Regions from separate parts of the Mus musculus genome. Here regions 1, 3, 4 and 5 are each linked to region 2. The links are chromatin contacts, called in public HiChIP or PLAC-seq and promoter capture Hi-C maps. All regions are on one chromosome and are shown on one strand. The core of a region is the stretch at or near the end of the contact, and the rest is flanking DNA. Distances in the headings are between cores, read along the strand shown. Region 1 holds the start of Isl2 (insulin related protein 2 (islet 2)). Region 2 holds the start of Fbxo22 (F-box protein 22). Region 3 has its middle 26 kb from the start of Ireb2. Region 4 holds the start of Dnaja4 (DnaJ heat shock protein family (Hsp40) member A4). Region 5 holds the start of Crabp1 (cellular retinoic acid binding protein I).

Region 1 (4,056 bases), core at 159-2,658, 330 kb before region 2:
CTCATGCTCCCGCAGCGAGAACTCGTCTCCAGGGAGCAGCTGGCGGCTGCACACGGAGCAGCGGAAGCACTCGATGTGGTACACGCTGTCCCGCGCCCGCATCACCAGGTCACTGCTGCTGAAGCCCACCTGGCACTGGGCACACTTGATGCCGAACAGCCTGCGGGCCCGGGTGCGGCGGGCGTCAGCGCAGGGACCCGAGCCCAGGACGCGCAGCCGTGTCCCCCCCAGCCCAAGGGGGCCGAACCCCGGGTCCCGCCGGCTCACCTGACGTAGTCCCGCTTGCAGTAGGTTTTCCCGTCTCTCACGAAGCACGTGCACGTCTCGTCCAGGTACTGGCTGCACTCCGCGCACTTGAGGCAGGCGGCGTGCCACTCGAGGTCGGGCGACACGCGAAGGATAAACTGGTCGTGGATCTGACTCCCGCAGCCCACGCACATGGCCGTCCCGGGCTTCTCTAGCAGGGAAGGGCGCAGGGCCCGCGTCAGGCCCGGTACAGGACCCGGCCGGCCTTGGCCGCTGCAGCAGCCCCAACCCAACCCGCCCTCCCTTGCTTGATCTCCCGCTCTAAAAGTGAGACCACTTTCGAATGATCCAGAAAGTAGGAAACGAAAACAACACAATCTCCTGATATTTCCATTATCACCGTCTTTGAACGCGGACGTAGTATCGGTTCAGCTAGAGACAGAGCTAACGGGAGGCAGACGACAGCACGGTGACACTGGGGAGCTACGGACGCCTCCGTGTCCACACTGTCAGCCAAGCCCGGATTTCCGCCCGCTCCCGCTCACAGCGACTCCCTATTTCAACGCAGACACCGCAGCATTCAGCCCTGTCCCCTCTTAGCTTCTTCGACAGTTCTTAGTTTAAACACCTCAGATCAAGCTACTGAAACCTCTCTACCTTCCTAAGGCAGAGAAGAAACCCATTTCTCTAAATCAAACCTAATTGTCCTAGCAGAAAAGAAAAAGAATTTCACAGCCTGAGGTCATTCCAGCCAACTTGGGAAATAATGTCTAATTGCAAAATAAAATAGTAGGATTCCAACGAATAAACAGTGTTATGGGCGAAATGCACTGCTTGTTTGTTTGTTTTTTTTTATTCTCCCAAGTATTTTGTCAAATAAAAGCCACTTGTAGAATCCGCTAAACATTCTTCTGCATTGGAAATGTTGCATATCAAGCACACATACACACCCACACACAGAGAAAGACTTACTCTTGGAATGATCCCCCATAGCACCCAGAAAAGGATAATGAAAAATAATATCCACCATGCAGAGAGAGATGTGAGCAAAGCTTGCGGCCGGGGACAGAAGGACCAGGGTCGAGCGCCCAGCCTCTGCTCTTTGCTAACTAACTCCTGCCCCGCGGAGTTGAAGGAGCGATTCCGCACCGGCCCGCACGCAGCATGACGTCAGCACGCACTCGCCCGGGGCCCGAGCTGGAGGCGGGACCTGTAGCGTCACCCAGCTCTCCCACCGCCCTGGGGCTTGCTCGGGAGATGATGGGGACCCGGAGGGTGGGCTGGGGTAGACACGGAGGCGCAGGGAGATTGGCTGGGAGGAAGTGGGAAAGCTCTGATTGGTTCGGAGTGAACAATGGAGCGCAGCCCCCTCCCCCGAAACCTTCCTAGATCCTCTCTGCAGCCCCGGGTCCCGCAATCCCTTGGAAGCCGCATCTCCACCCCGCGGGCTCTGCCGCAGCGCCGCGCTTTCTTCGGACTTGTAGGGCGTTTGCCTAGCAAGGCAATAGTCTTCTGGGAATAGATGAGAGTCGTCTCCCCCTTAAAAGTGTTTTTCTTTTATAATTTTTAAATTAAAAATTCCTCCTGGGGACGACAGACCTTGAGGGAGAAAAGAGGATTCGCTGTTTCGGGACCATCACTGGTCCAGCCGGCCACCTTTCTCCCTGGTGGGCCTGAGCCTTTGTTCGGCGGGGTCCAAGTTAGGGAGAACGGGTAGGAAATGAGCACCTGGGTTTGGATAAACTCTATGCGGACTTTCCCACCCGCGCCGCCTGTAGAAAACTCGATGTTGCAGGTGGGTAAGCCAAAAGGAATCCAGAGACTTAGAGCCACAGTCCTCCCACCCACCCTGGCCTAGGCACTTTTCCTCCCTCCTACTTTTTGCTCTTTTGGTTAAATTGATGCTGACTCCCACCCTCTCCTTTCTCCTCTCAGCTGCATAGAGCCTAAAAACAGTGCTGTGATGTGTCACTCATACAGTAAAAGATTTTTACGAACTCTCTGATTTTGGGTTACACAAACCAATTACAACACAACTAATCAGAAACAAATGTGGGACACGGGGTAATTTACCGTCTTCCCGGTGGCTTTTTAATCCTAGAAAAATCTGCGATTTCTAAGACTCGGGATTTTTTTAAACAAAAATCGTTGTGAATTTTGTTTCAAAGGGTTGAAAGACAAATCGATGAGGTACAAACAGTGTTTATCCAACGGTGGTCTGTTGGTCCCTCACTCCCATTCTGAAAGGACACCAAAAACTTGATACCTCTCTAAGTGGGGCGCGGGTGGGCTTCTGGGATAAAGTATCTCGACCAAAAGCTATGTCCGGACTTGGATCCCGCAGGCCTCGCTGCCCGAGATCTATCTAATTCAGGCGCGGCGGTCCAACTGCTAAGAGCCGAAGCTGCTGGGCTGGGAAATGGTTGCAGTCAAGAGCGTCGGCACAGGTTCTGCAGAAAGTCGGGGTTAGAAAGGCTGCTCGGAGATGCCCCAGCGCTGGAAACAGTCTGGCACCTCGCTCCACAGCCGGATTCCTGTAGCTTTTGACCCCGCCTCCACCTTTAGAGCGCTAGTGTTCTCTGGACCCAGAGTTTTGCCACAGCCTACAACCCGCTTGACAACAGGCCGACCCTTCCCCATCTTTCCTACTAGCGCCCCAGCCGCTCTGGCTCTGGGGCTGGTTAAGTTTGCATGACTGTATCTCTGCTGGTAAACCACAAACCATGAAGTAAAGGGTCCTGCATCAGCGCTGGTCTCTGTGACTTTGGGTGTTTCATTTCTTCTTCCTCCCTCACTTTTCCTCATCTGTGAAATGGGTTGTACTTAGAACAGCTGTCTTTGCTTTGTTAAAAAAAATTAAACTAATCGCAGGGAAAGCCTTAGAATCCTACCTCATCGTGCTCAGTGTCTGGTATCTACAGTAACCATAGTGGTTCTCTCTGTTGGGACCCTATACACTTGGGAGTGTGCCTTTTCTGGAAAGGTATCTGTGTGGGGCCTTGCTGGAAGTGAGGACTAAGCACATCTCTTGCCTGTTGGGCAATGATTTATTTATTTGTGAATGTGCTTGCTTTGCCTGCCCTAGGTGTGGACTTGGATTTATTGTTGAAGCCAGTGAGTGGGCTCTGCACTGTGCCTGCTCCAGGTACTGGGGGATACTTGTCACCTCACCCTCCACCCCAAGGCTATCTTGGGCTAGACCTGGCTCCCATTACCTCTAGATCCTGCAAACCTCCTAGGTAATGGCAGTCTATCTCCGCAGGAGTCCTAGGCTCAACCTTTAACCCTCTCCTACCTAGAGAAAGCCCCTCCTAACCAGAAACTGAGTTCTTGAGAATTTGCTAAGGATAGGGGAGGGGCACTCACCTCCATTTCTCTGCCGCTGTAAAACCATTTTCCAGGTCCCTGAGCATGGGTCTCCGGGGTCCCAGTCACCCCAGGAGTCCAGTGCTGGCATGAGAGGGGCATAAGTGATACACGTGGTCCAGCCTTGCTTCTCCTCCTAAAATGTCCCCTTTGAGAGGAAGCAGGGCTCTCTGCTCTCCACACTCTTGGCAGTGGCCCCTCCTTTCTTGCCCTTGCTGGGAGCGGTGGCCATGGCTTGAGAGCCCTAGCTTCAGCTGTGACATGGAAAGACTTAAGGACTGCAGCAAACGCTCCCTGAGCTCTTCCCTCTGGAAAGCCCTGGAGAAAGCCAGGTGGGTGGGTCATTACTCTGTAACGACAACAGCCCCCCTCCTGAGGACAAGCCTTGCCTGAGGGAAAGAGCAGCAATCTTGGCCTGTGGCCAGGGCTTGGGAGTCGCCTACA
Region 2 (4,208 bases), core at 1,347-3,846:
GGAAGCACGAGTGCGCCAGGTTTCCAGACCCCTGGGAGCTCTCAGAGACTGAGCCACCAACCAAGGAACATACATGGCTGGACATACACAGCAGACTGCATGCAGCTCAGTCTCCAAGGCTAGCTAGTCTGGCCTCAGTGGGAGAGGAAATACCTAATCTGGCAGAGACTTGATGGTATTTGGGGTGGGGGTTGGGGGAGGTATGTATGGAGGGGCCCCCTCTCAGAGGAGAAGGGGTGGGTGGGAGGAACTCTGAGCCAAGTTTCTCACTGACGATAAGGGAGGTGTAAATATGAACATAGAGGAAGTGGATGTACCTAAGGCAACTCATGTGTCCCCATGCACTGACAGAGATACAGCTCCAGACACACATAAAGTCATCACCTCTCTCTTCATCCAATGAGTCAAATGCAGCTATTTTTTTTTAAAATGGGGGAGGGGCCGAATCTATGCTATATTTACAAACTTTTTTGTCTTTATTTCCTAATATAGTCTACATTTATACCTTATATGAGGTATAAATAATCTAGAAATTTGAATTTAAATAAGGGTGGGCAATATAGGTTAACAGAATACTATACCACTTTATAAGGAACTTGAGCAGCTGTGGAATTCAATATGGTGCATCGACTACCCTGACAATACCAAAGAACAATTGCATATGCATATACATACACACATATTCCTGTCTAGGCTAGAGGAAGCAAACCCTTAAAACAGTGAGTAGACTTACACAGTACTGACCTTAGAGTCTAAATTAAATACCATTCTCCACTAAAAGAAACCAAGACTATTAGTGAAACTACTAAGTTCTTGAATGAAGCAGGTGAAATACAAGCTGAAGACAACTGGTGCCAAAAGAAAGGTCATCCCTAAGAGACAATAAAACTGGCTTGAGTGCTCACTAGCCACACAAAGACTGTGTGAGTACCAAGGAGAGTCTAACAGTAACAGGTACAGCTCTACACAAGAGACCAAGCGTATGTATGAGTGCTGTGTGAACAAAGTGGAAGAGAATGAAAAGTAAGTTTCAAAGCTTCTCTACAGACAAATACTTATTAACTGCAACAGGACAGAAAATTTAAAGGCAGAAGTTTCTGGCAGACACCTCTTAAATCAAGGAATTTAAGGTAATGGGATAAAAAAATCTAATAAATCCCAGTCACACTCAACTTGTGCCTTGAATTTTCTTAAGTGTTGGGGCTGGTACAGAAAGTCAGGTTGGAGAAACATACAAACCAAAGGAGCGCGCCTTTCAGTTACTCATTGGGAACAGAATCAAATCCTTCTGCTCTTAAGAAAAGCACTGGGGCACTTTGGCTCCCACACCAAACATTAATCAAGAGAGTGGCCTACAGATTTGTCCACGGGTCAATCTTTGGCAGGCACTTAACTTGAGTTCCCTCTTTCTGGATCAAGTTGAAAACCAAACTCAACACCAAAAGAATCGACACATACATCAATGATAACTTCCCAATGTGGAGACTATATTGTGGTTAAGTAGAACATTCCTATTTGCCTATTATACATACTAAGCGATAATAGGGCATCAAATTGGCAATTTCCTCACGAGGGCCCCTGCCACTCAGTGAGATACTGGAGATTCACTATCTATCAGCTCTATAATCTGTCTTCACCTCCCTGAACACTGACTCTCCTGGATCCAGGGACAAAAATGAGAAAAGGAATGTGGTTTACGTATTTAGGTAGAAGTTTTAGTTCTTCCGGTTCTAGTGTGAGACCCTGGGCAAGCGATACCCAACACCTTCATTGCAAAATTGAGGCAAGTTAAGGAAGGCTCTGTACGGCCTTGTAATAGTGGACACCTGGATACTTCAATTGCCCAACATCTAATAATGACTAAACCGCAGTACGCCCCTACAAAACCTGACGTTTACTACAAAAGCCAGAATACGAGCATAGGTTCTCCGAGTTAACGAAAGCAAGGATATGTATCACAATCTTGATTTTTTAAAAAGTTCTCCAAGATGGCCCACCAGTCCTGCAAGTGACTGTCCAACGCATAACTCCATACTTGCCTCAAGCGCCTCAGCTACCACGCGCACCAAGCAATGTCCCTCCAGGTGGCCCGCTTCAGCCACACCCGCGGAGATCCAGGTCACGCTGCGATGGGTCCGCAGCACTCTGCGTACACACTCCCTCCACAGGCGGCATACTCTGGGGATGCAAAAGCACAAAGGGTTGCCGCCGGGCGGCCGGTTCCCACCGTCAGCAGCCTCGCAGCGCCAGCTAAGCACTAGGAAACCCGGGCAGAGGTCCCGGCAGAGGCGACCCCGCCACCCTCCGGGACGAAGGTCTCCTCCCGCCCCATTCGCCCTCACCCGGCTACCCGAAGCAGCGCTTTGGCCGGCAGGAAGGTAAACACACGCTCCACCACCTCCGCAAGGTTACTCAGCACGTAGGTGCTTCGCGGATCTGTGGAGGAGGAGACGCCGCCACCGCCGCCTGCCGGCTCCATTCCTCGCCTACCGGCCCGAAGGCCCTACAGAGTCTCAGGGGTACCGGAGCGGCCGGCGCACCACCTACAACCCGAGCTCCCTGAGCAGGCGCGCGCCACTTCCGGTGGGCCGCTTCCGGTACTGGACACGCCGCTGCGGCGGTGCACCGGCCTGCACAGTTCCGCCCGGAAGGGACCGGAGGCAGCCTGGCGTTTAAGCCGGCTGCAAACACTATTTGGTCAATCTGGTTAACTCGTTAGGTCTTAAGTTTTAAGCGAGTAGACATAAATAGCACTCGCCATTCTTTGGCACTATTAATTGCTACAGAAAGCACATGCCAAACCAGATAGATATTTTCACACAGGAGCCATTATTCTTTGGCTCCTGCTGGCTCTTCCCTGCAGGGCTACATACAGAATCACAGGGGATGAAGCCCAACACCATACATTCCCGAACCACAAATGAAAGAACAGTAGAGGCTGCTTCATTTCAACTGAATAGGTTGTCTCCTGACTGAGGGGCACTTTGTCCCCAGCTACTTGGCCTGACCTGGTGCTTCTTGTTTTGGCTTCTAGATCTTTTACACTGTGATAACCCATTAGAACATTTTGAGCTGGACAAGATGATGCATGTTTGCATCTAGCAAGCTGGAGGCAGGAGGGTCAAAAGCCGAAAACAATCTAGACCCTACTGCAAAATATGTAAGATAACACAAAAAAACATGAACAAGCCCTCAACAAGCAGCAGCCACTTTACTCTGGAAACCTTAAGACTTAAGTAGCAAACATGGACGCATCATACAGTCTCCAAAACACCACGATACACTGGGAATGTGTGAAAACTTCAATGCTTCCCGTTAATAAAAAACCCCAGCAGCTCTGGGCTCTCCAGGAGCCCTAAATCCTACTTCTAGAACTTCCAAACTGCTCTGTGGCTCCACTCTTCTCACCAGGCACTGGTTGGGGTGGGGGTGGGGTGCGGGAACATGTTATGACGACTAGGGAATGAACACCAAGGGTCAGTATGTTTAAGAGGAGGACTTCTGAACATTTCCTCAGCTAAGGCAACCTTCAGAAAAAACAACTGTTTCTGAATGAAGTAGGGAGGCTGTACATGGAGACATAACATTCAAACCAAACATGAAACTGGCACAGGAATTTCAGTCAAGGAAAGAAAAGGCTTTCCTTCTGCTGAGATTCTGATGAGATCTACAGATAGTGGTGTGTATAGAGGCCTTGAGTGTACAAGAGGAACTGTGCTAATAGTACCCTAAGAACATTAGAGACATTAATTAAAACAGCACTAGAAACCCACATGTATTTGAATTTAAAGAACGCAGTAAGGGAATGGTTAAAGAAAAACTGAATACACTATGTGTGTACACACCAATTCTAGGTTCCCTATCCCTCTCAGTATCTTCATCTCCACTTCTGAAACCTCCCCACACCCCATCTTCTCTTTAAACAGCCTACACTAGAAATTCAATATAGAGCCTATAGACGCCTGAATTATAGCATCTCATAAGAGGGAAAGGTGACAAACTGATTTTTAAATGGTTCTTTATTCATAAACTTGATGCAAGTTTACAAAATTTACTGTACATTGCCAAATAAATCTGCAATGAAAAATAAAATCAAAAAAAAAAAAAAACCCAACCCCAAAGCATGCCAAATGTGCAGCTGTCAATCTGCTAGCCATTAGGAAATTAGAATTCAATAATGTATTCAAGATTTTGCCTTAGGCATAAGG
Region 3 (4,082 bases), core at 283-2,782, 370 kb after region 2:
TATAGCCCTGGCTGTCCTGGAACTCACTTTGTAGACCAGGCTGGCCTCGAATTTCAGAAATCTGCCTGCCTCTGCCTCCCGAGTGCTGGGATTAAAGGCGTGTGCCACCACTCCCGGCGACTATTATAGTTTCTTGTATGCATTAGCTTTTCCAAACAGCTAAAGGTTAAGAAAGTGAGCAAAGACAAAGGAGCTACACAGATATCAGTGTGAACCTGATTGACAGATATCACTGTGAACTTGATTGACAGATATCACTGTAAACTTGATTGGCAGATATCACTATGAACTTGATTGACAGATATCACTGTAAACTTGATTGGCAGATATCACTGTGAACTTGATTGACAGATATCACTGTAAACTTGATTGGCAGATATCACTGTGAACTTGATTGAACCTGAGGAATTTACAAACATTGACTATCAAATATACCTTATTTACCAAGCATATAGTTACTTATTTAAATTTTCTAGAAGCCTAGTGTTAAACAACTAGCAAGGATATAAGTAGTTAGACATATAAAATATTTTAGTGATGTGTTGTGTTGTTTCCTTAGCAATAGCAAACTAAGGGCTCATTAGGACTGAGAAGTTTATCATTGTTGCTTTATACTATTTAGTCAGCCTAAGATGGTGAAGTCACATGGCCCTGTCATCTAAGGAAAGAAGGCTGCCAGCCATGTGGTTGCTTACATATTGATGAAGGTTATCTGCCAAGATGGAGGAGAGCCACATGGTTGCTATTTAGAAACATCTATTTTTTCTAAACAAGAGTCTAAGTTACATGTACAGTATATTCTAGACAAAAGTTGAATCACATAGCTAGTATGTGATCAATTATCTATTGCAGCAAATTAAAATTATATATCATAGACTTTAATTATAAACCTTTTGTTATAAGTCTAAAGCCAAATTTTGTTACAGATTTTATAGATTCTTAACCATATTCAATGAATTTACAAATCCCGAGATAGAGTTTACAGTATAGTCCTAAGAGATATTTTTAAGAGCAGACTGCAGAGAAATCATTTAGAGAAAAGATTTTTTTAAGAGTGGGAAGTTGAACCTTAGCGATAAGAGACTCTAGGATCCTTTGTTGTGGCAGAAGTTGTTACAATCTTTGAGAATTTGGAAATCAAGGGCGCCAATTTTTGGCCACTGATCTGTAATGAGGCCAAGCTGTAGTAATAAAATCTGATTCTTGACAGAGGAAGAGAGAAAGGGTCACAATTGACACCCTATAGGTGTTCCTGTAAGCTCCAGGAGGAGGCTGAGAGCTGAAGAGATGGGACTGCCAAGTTAGAGTCAGAGATAGCCAGGAGAGAGCAAGAGAGCATTGGTGTAGCAGACGGCAGGAGCCAGAGGGAGACCCTGTGGAGGGCACAGCAGGCCAGAGGGAGGCTGCTGCGGAAGAATTGGGCTCCAGAAATTGGAATCAGATTCACAAAAGATCTGTACACACCTTAGCGCAAGTGTGGTGTGGGATGGGGGTGGAGTTAGGTGAGCGGCTGGGTTCGGAACCTAAGCACCAGGGAGTACTGGTGTGCAGCTGCAGCTGGCCTCCTCCTTTGCTTTCTCTGCTCCTGCTAGCTCCTGCTCTTGCTCCCACTTTGCAACAAACTTACAGATCCATCAACCTTAACTTAAAGACATTTACACGTGCGGGGTGAGGGTGGGGAGAACAATGAGGCAAAACCAAACAGGGGTTGGAGTTTTCCCTTCCCTCATTGCTTGGCCACATTTGGACTGATTATCTAAGGGCTATTGAGGCCAGATTCAACTGTAAATTGTTTAAAGGTCCTTGAATTGGGCGCAGGTGTAGGGATCCGAGGCTCTCAGAGAGGTATCCTAAAGGAGAATCCAGAGGTACAGGTGATGCAATTTCCATGGTTCAGGTAGAGGGGAGGTCCAAGGCATCCCTAGCACCCAGGGGGCCAAAGGGGGAAGGCAGAAACTATTAAATGCACAAGCAGTTAATGGGGGCAAGGCTTAGCCTGGGCAAGCCTGAGGACAGACTCTGTGCCTAGTACCAAGACTTTTAAGTGAGTCCAAAAGGTGAAAACCAAGCTCAAAAATGAAGCCTCACCCAAGGGAAAAGATCAGTACTAGAGACTCAGGAAGCATCTAAGCTGACTGAGAGGGATCACCAACGTAATGGATGGAGGGCCAAGGTGAGGAGTCTGTTGCAGGCGAGCTGGAGATAAGAGATAGCGGCTCAGGGTGGCTTAGACCAATCCCCAAGCACACATGCAACGGGATATTCTCCTCACAGGCACCAATGTTAGTGTTTATGAGGCTGAATACCCTGGCAGGTCACACCGTGACACAGCAGATCCCAGGCAAGAGATTTGTGGGGAGGGGGATTCAAAAGGCCAGCTCAAGATAGGACAAGAGAGAGAGAGAGACAAGGACAGAGAAGGAGACAGAGAGAGGCAGACAGAGAGGGAAAGAGCAAGAGAGTGAGCTATGATCCTAAGAACATTTTAAAGGGTACACATGCTTCATTTGGCAGCTAGTGATGACATAGCTTTTGTGCTGAGTCACTGATGGTTGATTGGGGCTAATGAAAACAAAGTAAAATTCAGCTGATGAACGCTTGACTCTTGTGAAACAGTAATCTTTACATTCTGGGTTGTTTCGCTTATTATCCACAACTGTCACAAGCATCCTATGTCAGCTTGTGTTTTTCCATAATGTCAGAGTTTACTGAATAATAAAAATTCATAAAAGTACAACGGTTTTGTTGGCAGCAATTTGCCAAGCAGCACCTCTTTCTTTGATATTGAATAAATTGAACACATAGTTTTGCTCCAACCTTAATTACTAATATTAACTCTCAGATATCTTACATATAACATAGTAAATAACTCTACCTGGCTCTCTATATGTACATATATAGGTTGTTGTGTAAGACCCCCGAAGCTGGGCCTCCGCTTAAGTCCCAGTATGAACTGGCCAGCACCCCAGTGACCCAAGAGAAAACCACACCTGATGCAAACTGCGAGAGGTTTTATTATCAGCTAGCTGAGGACGAAGTCCCTCCCAGGGGAGTTCGACCCAAGCGGTGACAGTAGGGGGCTTTTAACAGCTAGCTGAGGAATTGGGAGGAGTTGGGAGGAGTTGGGAAGAGTTGGGAGGAATTGGGAGGAGTTGGGAGGAGTTGGGAGGAGTTGGGAAGAGTTGGGAGGAATTGGGAGGAGTTGGGAGGAGTTGGGAGGAATTGGGAGGAGTTGGGAGGAGTTGGGAGGAGTTGGGAAGAGTTGGGAGGAATTGGGAGGAGTTGGGAGGAGTTGGGAGGAATTGGGAGGAGTTGGGAGGAGTTGGGAGGAGCTGGGAAGAGTTGGGAGGAATTGGGAGGAGTTGGGAGGTGTTGGGAGGAATTGGGAGGAGTTGGGAGGAATTGGGAGGAGTTGGGAAGAGTTGGGAGGAATTGGGAGGAGTTGGGAGGAGTTGGGAAGAGTTGGGAGGAGTTGGGAAGAGTTCTTCTCTTCCAGGTGTCCTTGGTGAAATTTACAAGGCAGGAGTGGGGAGTGAGTTCTTTCTGAATTTTTATCTCCGTTTCCTCGGCACAGGAAGGCAGGCATCTCTGTTTGTACAGTATAGAAACAAAAAGGCTTTTTGCTGGCTATAGAGAACAAAGAGCTTCTTTCTGGCTGTATTTTTAGAGATCAGGGAAAACAAGCTTGGGGAACGTCCAGGGGCTTTACCTTCCAGGGAGAAATGCTCTAAGTCGGGGTCCCACAGTTGAATGACCACAAAAGGTTAAAGAGGCCACAGCAGAATTCAAGGGACATCGCGTGCTAGAAGCTGGAAAGCTGACAGAAGCACATAAAAAATCCCCTGCTGGAGCCCTGGGCCATTGTCAGGCCATTGTCTAGCCAGATTTCAGCTGCAGAAACAAGGTGACCAAGGTCTGCAGAGGTGGAGGACAGGACTGTGTCTAGGCAAACAAATGGGCAGATGGGTAGATAACAGGTGCGGAGGGACCAACAGGTAGCTGGATAGATTGTAATCTGATAGGCTGTGTCAACAGTGGAGACTGAGCCCAACTGAAGCCCCTGGGACAGTCAAGAGCTCTCT
Region 4 (4,001 bases), core at 1,445-3,944, 510 kb after region 2:
TGGAAAAGCCTTCATGGTGTGCCCAGCATGTTGCAGGATCAAAAGAGAAGCTGTTTGGTGTGTGAATGAATGATCAATAGTTCTCTGGGGAATTCTATAGCCGTTTCCACAAACTGTCCCTAGTGTCCTCGTCCCCTCAGATTTGCAATCCATACCCCTCCAGTTCCTCTTCACTGTGCCCTCCCCTCCCACTTCTGAGAGTTCTCCTGATTACACATGGAATTAAAGAATTAAAGTCTGTTTCTTCTGACCTTGTTACTCAGCCAGCCAACAAACATTTTAGCATCTATAGGGCATTGCTAGAATCATTCATGCCTTTAAGTGGAACAGGCATCAGACCACTAAGAGTCATCACGATAAGATAAGGTTGAAGGCTAGTTATGCAGTCTGTGGTCAGGGGTGACCTCTGCCAAGATGGCTTAGTTTAAAAACAAACAAAAAACAAAAAACAAACAAAAAAACTAGAGAAAATGGGTCACCCCTTCATGGAAAGTAGGGAGGGAAGTGTATTTGTGACAGTGGGTTCACATTGCCCTCCTCCCAGCAAAGAAAGAGGGACCTGCCACATCTTACTTTATAAAAGAATTAGTTATGTGATACTACCTTGGGTACCTGGCTGGAAATAAATATTAGTTTAAAAGAAGGGCAAATAACCTGCCCAGGCAGGTGTGTAGGTGGTGAGAACTACATGCTGTGCGAAGAGGGCAAATAAAATCTGCTCTTAAAGCTTGGCCACAGCAAAAGCACTCTCATTTCAGATGGGAAGCAAACAGCAGGGACCACCTCTTGGTGACTGTGGTGTGACATGAGACCAGAGGGGAAGGCTTTCCCCCAAGTTGCCTTCTGAAACAGAAGACAAGTGAGAAGCCTTGAGGCTATCCTTAAAGAAGTGTCTGCAGGATGGAGAGATGGAGGGATGGAGAAATGGCTGTTCTTTCAGAGGACCAAGGTTTGATTCCTAGCACCAATGTAACAACCATCTGTAACTTAAGTTCCAGAGGATTCAACACCTTCTTCTGGCCTCCAAGGGCACCAGGCAGGCATGTGGTACACAAAGATATATCCAGGCAAAATACCCATACACACAAAAATATCAAAAAAGGTCAGCGATCTGTAACTGAACTGAACAAGTCTGTGAATCACCAACACAACACAGAAAGCTGGTGACTTAAAAAGCTACAGTAAGCCACCTAAATATAGACGAGAAGGGACACAAATGGGTATAATGGTCTTTACAGGGAGGCATTCTAAACTTGTGACAGCCACATTCATTCGGCACATGTGGCTAAATATAAATATTCTATCATTGCTGCCACAGCCAACCTTCAGCAGTCTGCCTGCTCCAGCTTGGAATTACTAATGCAGACAGGTATTTTGATCCGAGTGTCATTTCCCCAGGTCTAAATGCTAGACAGGGTGATCAGCGGCTCCAAAAGTGATCCAGGTGTGACTGCTATGCGCTCCCACCATGGCGCTGGCTCCCCAGATTCATCTGGGGCAGCCAAAGTGGGTTTTTTGTTTGGTTTCCTTGGGGGTTTGTTTTGTTTTCTTAAACGACAAGAAGTGAAACAGACTAGCTAGCCAACTCTCCTTGCAATGGCTGGTACTTTGAGTCTCCTATTCAGGTGGGCCATTTCCGCTTTGGGAACAAAATGAAGAATGCCTTATTTCTGTAAACAGGATGGAAAAGGTTCAAATTAGGACACCAGTTGCAGAGCACTTCAGCCTATTATCTGTCAGTACTTATGGTCAACCGTGGGTCATTTGTCACAGGAAACCTGGAGTTCTCACTATAAGCAGATGTGTCGGGTTACAGACTTCTGCACCCCTGATTAATAACGACAAAAAAAGTGATGATTCCGTGTCTGAAAACTGTATCAGGCAGGAGGTGGCCCTCACAGATCATATCCACTCAGTCCCTCTCAAGAGGGACGCTGGGTTTGTCTAAGGTACAAGTCAGATCACAGGAACTCATCCCTAGGGCTTATGCAACACGCGGAACAGAAACACAATATTTCGCTGCCGGGGGGGGTCCCCAACAAGCACATAGCTTCTGTTCACCGGTGCCAGGGTTTCTGGTTTGCCGGTGTCTTCTCCCACAGGAATGCCAGGGCTGCCTCAGAGAGCTGTGCTCCCAGAGGTCAGCACGGATCCCCGTCAGGGTCCTCACAGCCCGGAAGCAGGGGCTCCAGAAACACTTGTAGAGCGAACGAAGGTGCGGATGGCTGCTGGCACTGGCGCCCCGCACCTAGCCTTGCTAGGTGCCCCCGACTGACTGCGCCCCGCGGCCTCCCTCGGGCTGGCGCGGCTCCTGGAGAGAGCCTCTGCGTCGCCTTCAATAATTCACAGCCCGGGTCCTCCCGTAACCCCGACACCCCGCGGGGCCCCGCACCTTCTCGCCCTCATCCGGGTTCTTGTCCGGGTGGTACTTGAGCGCCAGCTTCCGATAGGCCTTCTTGATCTCCTCCGGGGACGCGCTGGGCTTCACCCCCAGGATGTCATAGTACTGGGTCTCCTTCACCATCTTGTCTCTGCGGGGTGGGGCGGACGAAGCGGGTCAGCGCGCCCCCGACGCCCCCGGCCCGTGCCCCCGACGCCGGCCTGCGCGTCACCGTCTCGGTCGCGGCCGCTTCCCGGGGCTCCGTCCCGAGCGTGAGCCCGGGACCCAGTTGCGCTCCCGGCACCGCCGCACTCGAGCCGCCGGTACCTCCGCCGCCGGCTTTTATTCGGCGCCGGCGGAAGGTTCCGCCAGGAGGCGTGACGCCACATAGGCCCAGAACGTTCGCGGAGGTTCCGGCGGCTCCGGGGCTCGGTCCTCCGGCCGGGCGCGCGCGCTCACCCGTTCTCTTCTGAAGTCTGCTCCTCTGGCTGGCCGTCCGACTCCCCGGAGCTCCAGTTCTGACTGCCGCCACGGGCCATGTTGGGGTGCTCGGGGGTGGGGGGCTTCGGCGTGGAGGTTTCGGGCTTCGTGGTGGAAGTCGTTCGCTGCCGATTGTCACGCCGCCCCGAGGCCGTCCCCTTGCCCTTGCGTGGGTCCGCGGGGTTGGGTCGCTCTGGGATCCGATGGCCTGCAGGAGGGCCTCGTGTGCGCGAACCCTGGGCAGAGGAGAGCTTGGACTGGGAGGTCAGCGGACGCGCGGACCCCACCCGGCCTCTGCCTCGGGGTGTGGCCCCCTTCTGTTCGGTCACTGCGGGGGTGTGCTCTGGGGTCTGCCTTGGATTGTTGCATTTTGGGGGGTGTTGGAGTGAATGGCTGCCTTCTGTGGTGGCGTCGAGATCCTGCGGTGGCTGGTTCCCCCTAGGCATCTTGAAGGCTGGGTGACCATTAGCCTTTGAAGATGTGAACAGTGGCCTTTAGGTGGCCTGAGTTTGGACACTGGCCTCTCTATTGCCCACAGCTGGAAACCTCATAAGTACCCCAAGGGTGAGGAGTGACGTTTCCCAGCTGTGAGCAGTGATGACGTCTATCACCTGTGAACAGTGACATTATTTCCAAGTCTTTCAAGGATGAGCAGTGATCTCTCTTTTTTTTCAGGAGTGGGAATCCCCACCCCACCCCCACCCCCATACACACACATATCAATGCACAAATGGGCCAAGGCAGAGCCATCGAACCAGTATTGCAGCTCTACCGGGCACTGAAGCCTACAAGACCAGGCGGTCCAATCTTCTACTTCTCTAGGCTGCTTTCAACGGATGCCACGATTAAGACTACTCAAAACATGTGGGTGTGGACTTGCTGCTGCAGCGCTATCAGAATACTGCAGACCCTTCTGGCCTACTTAGGCTTCTCGTGGTGCAACACTTTATCCAGGAGAGGAAGCCACCCTGGCCAGCTCCCTGGAGTCCACTGGCCTGGGTTTTGATCTGGTGGCTGAAGCTCCTCTTTCATGCGCGCAATAGGGATACAAACGACTTAATACCCATGAGAAATTAAGCCAAGCCGCTAGCTTCTTTTCCGGGGAACATGAGAATCCACTTTCTGGATCTTGCTCCTATAG
Region 5 (4,286 bases), core at 896-3,395, 440 kb after region 2:
AAGACTCTGATTCAACTAGCGAGCTCTTGGAGGACAGAGGAGAATTCAGGCAACTCGGACCCGGCCTGGGCTATAGAGTGAGATCCTGTCTCAAACAACCAACCAAACAAGACAACAAAATGCACAAAACAACAACCACAAAACCCATGACAGAGAAAGGGGACATTTTTAAAAAATGAGATAGCACGGCAAGTGTTACAGATACTCAGTCTTTGGGTCATGTCTCAGGAGAACAAAACTAAACTAAACAAAAACAAAAACAAAACAAAACAAGCAAACAACAAAACTCTTCTCTTGGTTGTTAGATATAGTGGTGGATGCCGGTAATCCTAGAACTCCAGCGGATTATGATGGAGTATTCGGAGATCACCAGGTTTACGTGGAAACTGCAGGCTACCCTAGTCAGGGCTGCATAGCAAGCCCCAATTTCTCATAAATCAATCTCTCTCTCTCTCTCTCTCTCTCTCTCTCTCTCTCTCTCTCTCTCCCTTTCTCTCCTCTCTCTCCCTCCCTCCCTCTCTCTCCCCTTCTCTCCTCTCTCCTCTCCCTCCCACCTCCCTCCTCTCTCTCTCCCTCCTTCTCTTCCCTCCCCTCTCTCCCTACCCACCTCTTTCTGTCTGTTCTAAGTCCTTGAGGACTTAGAAAGGACATTTAGTACATTGTCTGAACTAGAACATGCGTTGCTTCTTTTACTTTTGGAAGAATCTCACCATTCCCTTAAAGACCTCGGTTGAACACGGAAGGGCAGGAAGAGGTGATGGGTGCGGGGTCCGGGGTGTGTGTGCATGCGCGCGCGCGCGCGCGCGGCGGGGACGGAGGGGGGGGGGATCCGGGCTGTGCAACTGGATCCGAATCCTTGCCCTACAGTCCAAGGACCCAGGGGGCGGGATGCTAAATCAGCCACTTCACCTATGACAGGTAAGTAGGCAGCTGCGCAGAACAGGAGGCAGCAGCGGTCCCAGGAACCTCTCTACCTATGCAGCCAGAGCTAGCGCTGAAGGCGCCGCTAGCGAGGCACTAACCAGGACCACACACCCACCCAGAGTTCAAAGCGCGCGCGCGCGCCTTTTGGCGCCCGGGTGATAGATAGTATGAGGGGAACCTCGGGTAGGGCTTTCTCCTGAGCCCAGGACCATCAGGTCACACAAACTTCCCGTGACACACCCTGCAGCGGGTCAAGGGTTTTAATGGGGGGGTACCCGGGAAGGAGGTGCGGTCTCTGGAGCCTCACCCTGCATTTGCGTCCGTCCACTGTCTCCTCCTCGAAGCCCTCTCCGACCTTGAAGTTGATCTCCGTGGTGCGCACAGTAGTGGATGTCTTGATGTAGAACTGATCCCCGTCTTGGCGGATCTCCACGTGCGGCTTAGACGCAGCCGCCACGGCCACCTTCCTCAGCATGGCGTTCACACCTGCGCAAGGAAGCATAGATTCGGGTCTCTGGTCCTCACCCACTGGTCTCCCCCAGACCTGTTTGGCACTTCCCAAATCCTCTGGCTTTAGACGGGGCTCTTAAATTAGTCCCACTTGTCTCTTTCCTCCCTTGGGTTTTAGAGAAGAAAACCCGAGGCTTAAAGTCGGCAAGCGGCTTTCCTGAGTTACCCAGGGCTTTCATGGCAAGATCTGGTCTTTTAAAAGCCCCAGTTTAAAGTCCCTGCTCTTCACTGTGATCTAGCACGAGATAAAGATGGGACCGTCGAGAAAGGCGCCAAATGTCCAGCAAACGTTAGTTGAACTCCCTGGGGCTGGAGCCCGCTCTCCTCTGCGACCTGGGTTTGGGGGGTGGGGGAACCTCAAAGGAAACAGAGATTCATCACTCCGTTGACTCCCTCCTGCCTGAACCTACCCAGGCCACCCTCTCTGGGACCCGGGCGCCTCGCAGCTGCTTCTAACAGACCGGACATACTCTCTGTACCAGCTTACCCAACGCCTTGAGGAGCTCGTCGAAATTCTCGCTGCTGCGCATCTTCCAGGTACCGGCGAAGTTGGGCATGGTGGCAGTGGTGTTGGCTGTAGCGGCGGCGCGAAGGCAGGGGCAGGCACCCACCTCTGCTGCGGAGCGGTCGCACGCTGCGTTGCAGAGAGACTGGCGTTCTGCGCCCAGCCGCAAGCGCCTTGAGTCGCTAGGGTAGCGCCCCCCCCCTTCTGGGGCCCCGCCCTCAAGTCCCGCCCCTGCCCTGCGTGCACGAGGGGCGGGGGGTGGCCCACGAGGGGTGAGCCCGACTCCCCGCCCTAAGGCGCCCCTCACCATTCCTCATCTTCTCAGCCACTAGTGATGCAACTTGGAACTTGCTCTCCCCTGGTGCCTCCTCCACCACGCCGCCCACATTCTGTTTTAAACTGGGTGGTAGGAGAGGGTTTAATGAAGCTAGGTCGGCCTGGAGGAGATACATGAGGCTAGCTAGGTAGTGGGGATTCAGGGGAACGCGACATTCTTTCTCTACTTTTGCCTATGTTTGAAAATATCTGTTAGTAGTAAGGCCATAGGCATGGAAGCCACTTTCTTTCCACCCATACTTTCTGGCTGCCACTAGCCGGTCGAATTTGCTCTGTTCGGCTTTTCAGTTAGCATATGGAGGACCAATTAGAGTGGCGGGAAAGGCCCAGCCCCTACCCTTGCTTATCCCGGGCATGGAGGCACGGAGGTACCAAGGCAGGTTCAAACGGGTGCTGGAAACCAAGCCTCTCATGCAGGTTTTCTGCTTAAGTTAGAAGGGAGCCCAGACCAACACCGTCCCTTTGTTGTTGCCTAAGGGACGGAACAAGCAAAATGCAGGGAAATGCGGCAGCTTATTTTGTAAAATTGCGGGTTTGAGCTCTGCAGTCCTACTGGGAAGGCCTAGCAAGAAAGCCTAGCTCCTGCCTTTGCTCTAACAGATCTGAAAATCAACGCCAGAGCCCAGAGTCTCCACTAAGGAGTGTACACACAGGTCCCTGTGCCTTACCAGCTTTCAGACCTCAACATTTCCTTGCAGCCTCTTTCCACTGTTTCACCATTGCTACACCTCAGCCAAACTGCCCAATTCAGGATCTTAGAACCTGCCACGGGTGGCTCCATATCAGCCGTTGACCATGCTGCTCGAGGTCCCCAAAGGTCACTTTTCCTTCATGGGCTGAAAAAAAAAAAAGCTTGCCCACTCCTCATGACACAGGTGTTGTAAAATTCTGTTTAGGTCCTAAGCAGATTACTTTCCTCGGAATTGACAGGATTCCTTCTGGTCCAGTCTTCCCTGTGAAAATAGGCCATTTAGAGCTCAGCGATCAAAGTTGATCAATGCACCCTCATTTCCTCAGGCTCAGCCAGGTGGGGCTCAGAAGTGAATCGATTCTCAAAAGATGCAGATGTTCTGAAGCCTAGAGGTGATTGTGGGGTGAGGATTCCCCGAGGACCTGGGGTTGGTTCATGCTGAATGCTGCTAACAGAAGAGGGCCTCTGTACTTCTAGAAGGGACTGCAATTGGTCTTCTGCCCAGGGGCCCTGAGAAGCCATCTAAGACAGATGAAGACAAGAGAGTGGAGAGGGGCCATCATGGGCTGGGAAAGGGTGTGTGGGGACAACAACTTCTTACATGTGCCATCTGTGCCCACATGGGGCCGTATGCTTAGAAGAAGTTGGTAACTGAATTGGAAAACAGAAAGCAGCTCTGGTGTGGACATCTTGAAGTATTTCATGTATTTACTTTCATGTCTTTATGTATTATGTGTGGTATGTGCAGGTGCACATGTCTGAGGTCTCTACCCACTCTTCACCATACTCTTGGAGACAGGTTCTCACTGAATCATCAACTGAGCAAGACTGTTTGGCCAGCAAGCCCCGATGCTGGCCGATTGATCCCACGTCCACCTCCCCGGTGCATGCCTGTATTTTCATGTGGTTGCTTGGGATCAGAACGCAGGTCTTCGTATTTGGACACTTTCTCATCGGAGCTTCTCCCAAGCCCTCCGTCTTGAAATGTTTAATCTTTGAAAAGATTATATACCTGTATATACCTTGTGCTCTGGGATCTACAAGCTAGGTATCCTGTCTCTACAGCAATGGGGCCAAAGGAGGGGTGTCATGAAGCTAATTCAGGCCTCCACCTCCATTTGATACTTCTGGCTAGCAAGGTGTTACCCATCAAAGTTGGGGTTAGGAGCTGGAGGCTAAGGGAGCTGGAAAAGCAGAGTTTATAGCCCAGGGAAAACCAGTGAAGATGGCTCCTTGGATAAGGCAGAACAGCAGTAGGCAGGTTTTACAGCAAAGATACCACATGGACTGAAGGGAAAGGAGAGAATGGGAAGTCGGAGG

Evidence for each region. Promoter capture Hi-C pulls out the DNA fragments that hold promoters and counts their contacts. HiChIP or PLAC-seq counts read pairs in DNA pulled down with a chosen protein or histone mark.
Region 1: a contact with region 2 is called in an HNF4G HiChIP or PLAC-seq map of pancreatic cancer cells. The contact joins the promoter of Isl2 here to the promoter of Fbxo22 in region 2. A contact is called at or near these places in 2 of 39 promoter capture datasets (erythroid cells and liver), 1 of 115 datasets of contacts at active chromatin or transcription factors (pancreatic cancer cells) and 1 of 9 other capture datasets (adipose tissue).
Region 3: a contact with region 2 is called in an H3K4me3 HiChIP or PLAC-seq map of embryonic stem cells, with 9 read pairs. The contact joins the enhancer-like site here to the promoter of Fbxo22 in region 2. A contact is called at or near these places in 3 of 39 promoter capture datasets (the 3T3-L1 cell line and hippocampal neurons), 1 of 484 Hi-C or Micro-C datasets (the N1E-115 cell line), 5 of 115 datasets of contacts at active chromatin or transcription factors (the NIH/3T3 cell line, embryonic stem cells and stem cell-derived neural progenitor cells) and 1 of 9 other capture datasets (liver).
Region 4: a contact with region 2 is called in a promoter capture Hi-C map of hematopoietic stem and progenitor cells, with 2.0 times the contacts expected there. The contact joins the promoter of Dnaja4 here to the promoter of Fbxo22 in region 2. A contact is called at or near these places in 7 of 39 promoter capture datasets (the 3T3-L1 cell line, the SN4741 cell line, frontonasal cranial neural crest and 3 more) and 2 of 115 datasets of contacts at active chromatin or transcription factors (embryonic stem cells and memory CD8 T cells).
Region 5: a contact with region 2 is called in an H3K4me3 HiChIP or PLAC-seq map of embryonic hindbrain, with 4 times the contacts expected there. The contact joins the promoter of Crabp1 here to the promoter of Fbxo22 in region 2. A contact is called at or near these places in 1 of 39 promoter capture datasets (hippocampal neurons) and 1 of 115 datasets of contacts at active chromatin or transcription factors (embryonic hindbrain).

What each region holds. Positions count from the first base shown.
Region 1 is chr9:55,538,501-55,542,556 of GRCm38.p6, reverse strand. It overlaps Isl2 (insulin related protein 2 (islet 2)), which reads right to left and starts at 1,408. Exons shown (of 6, transcript NM_027397.3): 1 at 1,219-1,408; 2 at 268-457; 3 at 1-160. The coding sequence starts at 1,276.
Region 2 is chr9:55,207,323-55,211,530 of GRCm38.p6, reverse strand. It overlaps Fbxo22 (F-box protein 22), which reads right to left and starts at 2,596. Exons shown (of 7, transcript NM_028049.2): 1 at 2,343-2,596; 2 at 2,040-2,178. The coding sequence starts at 2,479. It overlaps Ube2q2 (ubiquitin-conjugating enzyme E2Q family member 2), which reads right to left. Exons shown (of 13, transcript NM_180600.3): 13 at 4,002-4,208.
Region 3 is chr9:54,835,426-54,839,507 of GRCm38.p6, reverse strand. No RefSeq gene overlaps it. Among named protein-coding and RNA genes, the nearest start is that of Ireb2, 26 kb to the left of the region's middle. Within about 2 kb of position 1,532, at least 21 of the 459 cell types and tissues checked have an H3K27ac peak or open chromatin away from gene starts, as enhancers often do. A contact at or near this core is called in embryonic stem cells, where this site is marked.
Region 4 is chr9:54,698,252-54,702,252 of GRCm38.p6, reverse strand. It overlaps Dnaja4 (DnaJ heat shock protein family (Hsp40) member A4), which reads right to left and starts at 2,694. Exons shown (of 7, transcript NM_021422.4): 1 at 2,393-2,694. The coding sequence starts at 2,524. Gm46113 (a long non-coding RNA gene) reads left to right here and starts at 3,533. Exons shown (of 2, transcript XR_001779175.2): 1 at 3,533-4,001.
Region 5 is chr9:54,762,607-54,766,892 of GRCm38.p6, reverse strand. It overlaps Crabp1 (cellular retinoic acid binding protein I), which reads right to left and starts at 2,145. Exons shown (of 4, transcript NM_013496.3): 1 at 1,922-2,145; 2 at 1,232-1,410. The coding sequence starts at 1,991.